Regions from separate parts of the Mus musculus genome. Here region 2 is linked to region 1. The links are chromatin contacts, called in public promoter capture Hi-C maps. All regions are on one chromosome and are shown on one strand. Each heading gives the region's core, a stretch centred on a gene start, on an enhancer-like site or on the middle of the called end of the contact. The rest is flanking DNA. Distances are from core to core; before and after follow the strand shown. Region 1 overlaps Rnf4 (ring finger protein 4). Region 2 overlaps Fam193a (family with sequence homology 193, member A).

The links. Promoter capture Hi-C pulls out the DNA fragments that hold promoters and counts their contacts.
Region 2: a promoter capture Hi-C map of liver shows a contact between it and region 1, with 2.5 times the contacts expected there. The contact joins two enhancer-like sites. A contact is called at or near these places in 5 of 39 promoter capture datasets (cranial neural crest, embryonic stem cells, liver and 1 more), 2 of 484 Hi-C or Micro-C datasets (liver and nephron progenitors), 2 of 115 datasets of contacts at active chromatin or transcription factors (bone marrow-derived macrophages and embryonic stem cells) and 3 of 9 other capture datasets (adipose tissue, liver and pancreatic islet).

Annotation. Positions count from the first base shown.
Region 1 is chr5:34,350,909-34,353,748 of GRCm38.p6, reverse strand. It overlaps Rnf4 (ring finger protein 4), which reads right to left. Exons shown (of 8, transcript NM_011278.5): 8 at 304-2,518. The coding sequence ends at 2,369. Among named protein-coding and RNA genes, the nearest start is that of Rnf4, 16 kb to the right of the region's middle. Within about 2 kb of position 1,283, at least 2 of the 459 cell types and tissues checked have an H3K27ac peak or open chromatin away from gene starts, as enhancers often do. A contact at or near this core is called in liver, where this site is marked.
Region 2 is chr5:34,415,849-34,418,894 of GRCm38.p6, reverse strand. The region is part of intron 2 of Fam193a (family with sequence homology 193, member A); the gene reads right to left. Among named protein-coding and RNA genes, the nearest start is that of Fam193a, 47 kb to the right of the region's middle. Within about 2 kb of position 1,419, at least 4 of the 459 cell types and tissues checked have an H3K27ac peak or open chromatin away from gene starts, as enhancers often do. A contact at or near this core is called in liver, where this site is marked.

The DNA of each region.
Region 1 (2,840 bases), core at 34-2,533:
GAGCACCAGGCATGCACACAGTACACATACACACACGCTGGCAAAATACTCATACACATGAAACAACTGCAATCTTGGTCAAGCTTGTTCCTAATATCTCTGGAACTTTCATTTCCAGCCAGCAACACTTCTCAGAGTAAACTATTCTAGTTTTTCTTGTTACTGGACATTGCCAGGCCTGAGATGTGGTTCTATGCTACCATTTGGATGAGCTGAAATTCTCCAACCCACACACAGTACAAGTCACACTGAATGAACAGCACACACCTTAGCTAAAAGGTTCCAAAGAATAACTGAATAAATGAAAGATACTTAGTTCAAATTGTTTTATTTCCATCTTTAATACTAGTCCAAAACAGACTGATACCCATGAGCATAGTTTAAATGTAACAAAGAAAAGAGTTAAACTATATACATTAAGTAAAAAGGAAAGAAAATCTTTTCTATACCAATCTTTCCCTATTAATGCAGTGTCTGATTAGAAGAACACATCTTTTTCTCAATTTAATTTAGGATAAAGTAATAGAACTTTTATGATCAACTTCATACACCGTCCTTGAGGAGAAAACAAATTTTTAAGTGGGTGTTACCACATTTACTGGTGAACTGGCTGCATGGTTGCCTTGTCTCTTTGAAGTCTGGCTTTCATTAGACTAACAAGACCAAGTCCATGAGGCCCACAAAGAAATCAATGGCTGTGACATCCAAGGGGGAGAGGAGAGCACACACATCACAATGATGAGAGCTAATGCTCTTACCCTCTGAGTCCATGTAGAAAAAAAAAACCTATTACTCTCATTCAAACTAACTGAAGTCAAACAGCTAGAAAGTCAGAATGAAGAATAAAACTATTTTCTTTTCACATAGAGGAGGGCCACTCCTTCAGCTCCATTTAAAGTGAATTCTGTGCTGAGTCCCTGCTCCTTCAGAACATTACACTGAAAGTCAGTTATTGCTAGCAAAGCTCCAGTGGTCCCTTTCCCACCTCAAAGATGTTTCACACAAAAAGGCTATTGGTTTGGCTTGAAGCCCTCTGAGGAAGTAGTGTGGAGGTGGAGGCAGGCTGGCATTCAAGGCCTATCCTCTACAAGCCGCCCTGTGCCTGGTGTCCCCAGGGGCAATTTTCCACCTGTCTCCGTGAGCACCAGAGTCTCCCACACATATACGGTGGAGCAGACATTGTTATGTGGTCCCACTGGAAGAGGCACCATGCTTTGCTGACCAAAACCCACTGAGCAGTCAAAAGTCCAGAGGATCAAAGCTCAACTGGCTAGAAGAGCAAGCAGCTTTGGAAATACCTATCTATTCAAGGGGTGTGGGAAAAGCTAGGGCAGTGGAGGTTGAGTAGGGCAACACCTCTGACAAATGGGCAACGGTGACTTGGGCAAAAGCATGTAAGTGAACAGCTGATAAGGCCATTGCTACTGCTACCACCTCCTATTATACTATGCTTGAGCAGACATTAGGCAGTGGGAACTGAAAAACTGAGGGTTGGAGGGCACTGTAGACAACACAGGACCCATCTTAGCATTAAAGAGAGGACACTCAAACACTTGTCCTATTAGCCTTCAATGTTCTGTGCCAGTAAAAGAACTTTGGAGCATGGGTAGGGTTCCTGAGAACAGCTGGTGAACAGACATGGGGTGGGATGAGCACTGCTCCCATAGGCGACACTGGGCTGAGGATACCAGCAGTGCTACAGCTTCCAGATTGCTGAAGAGCAGGTGAAGAACGGGTTTTATTGCACTTTCTCATTCTTAGGGAACAGGATCGTCCTGCAGAGTCACTGGATTTGCAGAAAACACTGCACACCAATGATGAGTTTCAGGCGGAATCATAGGTCACCTCTGCTCTCGTGGGAAGGAAACTAAAAGTCCACCTTTTCGTGGCTTTTCGTGGGCAGCTCATGCACTGGTATCCTTGGGCTATTTGGGCTGTCTGGCCAGGTCACTGTCTGGCAGGCAGAACAGCTAACTGACAGGTGCCTTGGGAAGGTTCTGCACACACAAGAGCTGGGGCAAACTTTCCCAACAGGGAAACTACTTGGCCAACATGTAAGCTCCATAAAGAGGCTGGAGCCATGATGCTCAACCCCAATATGCCCGACTCCTTTTTTCCCTACTCTGGGCTCAGACCACCCAAAGGGGCAGTGATGCTGAGCTGATCTAGGAGGATCCCTGGACCGTGCTCCATAGCATCAAACGAGATAACAAAAGGATCTAAGGGGTTGGAAAACAAAAGACCAGTTTACATCAGACATTGATTTTTGAAAGTCTTTTTGAGCTCAGGAAACTGGAGGCAGATACCATGCAGAAAAGGCCAGCCTGGCTGTCTGTCCATTGGTCTATCCTGAGCAGTTGTGAACATTTCATATATAAATGGGGTGGTACCGCTTATGGTTGATCTTTTTCCTACAAGTTGGGCAAGTGTTAGCATTCTTAAGGGAATCACGGAGGCACTGGCTACAGAAGACGTGGCCACATTCTGTAGAAACAATGAGACGCCCATTCTGCACAATCTAGAAGACATTAAAAGAACAGCCTTAAAGTATCCCTTTTTCTACAAAGACCCGAACCCACCCATCACCAAAGAGACAAGTGAAACAAAGAAGGGCCTGGGTTGTATCAGAAAAAGCAGTACACTCAAGAGTTTTGAACGCTGTCTGTGTGACAGGTGACAGACAGGACTTCCCCAGGTGCAGCAGTACAAAGTGGCTATGGGGAACCTCAGAAAAAAATCAGCAGCTTCTAGATAGGGCTGGGTTGGAAAACATCGATTTGCACAAGGGTTAAAGATAAAATGTACAGGGCCCACCACCAACTGGCACAATCCACTTTGAC
Region 2 (3,046 bases), core at 170-2,669, 65 kb before region 1:
TCATCAGCAAAGAACCCACACAAATAGGTGCTGAACAATGAGAAGATCCATTTAGCATCCTAGACCAGAGGAAATAAGTACCTAGTGTTGGTCAGACATCAAGCCTACAAGTATTCCTGCTATTGTGACTCAGCTACATGTAACCTAGAGCAAGTACCTTTTAGCCAAAAAAAGCCAGTCAGCTTGACAACAACCTAGACCCTAAATGCCTCCTTCCTGAGCCTCCTCCTCCACTCTGGAATAGAGAAGTATAAGGACATGAGACATAGCCTCTACTACTGTTATTCCTATCCTCTCTTCTACAGATGATTGCCATCACTCTTGCCCAGAGATAAGCGGGCAAAGCTTTTTCTGGTGATAATCACCAGATTTTCTCAACAGCAGCAGATCAGTCAACTAATGTACAAGACTGACTATTCTCTCCCAGCTCATGCCCACATCCATGCTCACCTCAAACTAGCACATTCCCAACCTGCCACTCAGTGTAACCTGTCACCTCTCACCTGGGGACTGCTAGGCTCTCTACTGGCTTCCACTTGCCCTTATCCACTCTCAAATAGCAACCAGAGAGAGTTCATGGGCTCCCCTGCCTAAAATCTTCTGTTCATTTCTGTATCACTTTGGAATACATTCCTTGCTTCTTATCAAAGCCTTCCAACTTGTCTGGGACAAAGTTCTGCTTCTGTGTCACTCACTGTACTTGTTCTTCTGTCTATAGTGCTCATCCGCTAACCTTAGTGTGCCTTCTGCCTGGTTATGTTCTGCCCAAATTGGACACCATTTTTCAAAATAGGACGATTATTTTCTCTTCACTAGGCAATGTGAAATTTGCAATGACCAGCTTCCTGGCCTCTACAAAGATGGATGGTAAGCTTCCATCAGCATAGATTACTGCTTCTGCCACCCTATTTTACCCACAACGACAGATTGTACCTTCAAGCTGTAGACCCAAATAAACCTCTGACCTCAAGCTGTTTCCATCAGGTACTTTATTAGAGCGTTGAAGCAGGATCATTTATATGATAAATCTGACTCTGATTTATAGGTTCAGAGCTAGTTTGTGGAAGGAATGTGGAAGAGTTTGGAGGTTTGGGCTAGATAAGCCTTCAAATGCATTCTCATGCCATTTAGACATTCAAACTGCCAACAAAAGGAGAACAACAAAGACCAAAAGGAACAAGTGAGATAAGCAGAACCTACTTTTTCTTGGGACAATGTCAGGTTTAAGTGATGCTAAAAAACAAAACAAAAAAAACCCAAAAAACCCCACTATTAGTGTCTCTCAGTCAATCTTGAAGGTAAGAATGTAAGCTCTTAGCTACTGTTCCAGCACCCTGCTTTCCTGCCTGCCGCCATGCTCATCATGAACTAACACTCTGAAACTGCTATGTCAAGAGCAAAACAAATTCTGAAACAGCAAAACTGCACCTTGGCAAGAAAAGACCAAAACCAAGCCATCAGCTGACCTAATGCCTCATGAGTAAAGGTCAAGATTATCATTTTCTACCAGTTGAGAAAGTTCTTTCCCTTTCAGAATCAGGTAACTTCCACATGTAACTTCAGGGTAAATTTAAATATTTAATTTACACAATAAATGAAAAGACAAAAGAGATTTATGTGTCCCTCCCTCTATTCTAAACCACATATAGCATTCTCAAAGTGACTGATTGATTAATAGATAGATAGACAGACAGACAGACAGACAGAACTTTAGGGTTCACATTAAAGATTATGAGTTCTGACAAAAGGGAAAATGGCTTAATCAGTAAAGTGCTTGCTATATAAGCCTCAGATCCTGAGTTCTATCGCACACGTCCAATGCTCCCACAACATAAAAAGCCAAGAGCAGTGATACATGCTGGTAATCCTACTGCTGGAGATGCAGAGACAGCGTGCGCTGGGGTGCACTGATCAATCAATCAATCAATCAATCAATCTAGCCAAATGAGTGAGCTTCAGATTCTATGAGAGGCCCTGAGGTTTTGAGTAAATTATTATGTGAAATATTCAGAACAACACTGCCATAGAGCATACATTAAAAAAAAGTTCTCAAAAAATAAGGTGGAAAGCAACTAGAAAAGACCAACAATGTCAATCTATGACCTCCACATGCGTGGATGTGTGTATACACACAAAAAAGTCTAAGGAAAACCCTCATAGTAATCATAACCTTAATTTGTGCCTACCTCTTTAGTCTCTGTCCCTTTTATTTTACCATTTTTATACTTTTACCACAGTATGAGGTATAAAATTCAAAAGTATTTTTAAGCTTACTCCAACAGTGTTCACTACTGTACTTCAGGTTTTTTTTCCCACTAACTTACCCTTTATTGTTTCTTTCCTATATATACAATGCCAAAAAGCCAATGTATGTCCACTCTCTGGTATAGATACTTCAAATATTTTAGTAAAGGTATCCAATCATTACAAACAACATAAAAACAGAGCACACAGTGGTTAAAGGCACAGGCTCTGAAACCAAAATATGGTGGTTTGGAACCTGACGATGCCTCGTCTGTTTGATCTGTTTGGCCTAATTTTTTCAAACAGCACTGGCTGAGGCTGTGCTTTCAGACCGTACAGACAACCAGTCAGCTACAATGCATTCATTTTTCTCAAGACATTTTTGGAGTGTTTAAAACAGCTAGTGCTGGTGTAAGGCTAGTCCAGCTATCTGGCTGACAATCCTTTTGCTCAAGGTAGGTAGGGCAGTATGGAAGAGTCCAGCAGCTGAGTGTAGGAAGTCAAACATGTTCAAGTTTGCTTACAGTCTGAGAGTGATGGCATATGCCTTTAATTCAGCACTCAAGAGACAGAGAAAGGGGGATCTCAGAGTTAAGGGGCCAGCCTGTTCTATATAATGAGTTCCAAGATAGCCAGAACTAGAACTACATAGAAAGACCCTGTCTCAAACAGACACGCACACACACACACGAAGGTTGCTTACAAATACAATTTTATTTTATTATTCATGTATTTATTTTATTATTTTGAGATGGAATTTTACTATGCAACTGTGGTTGGCTTAGAACTACTATTTAGACCA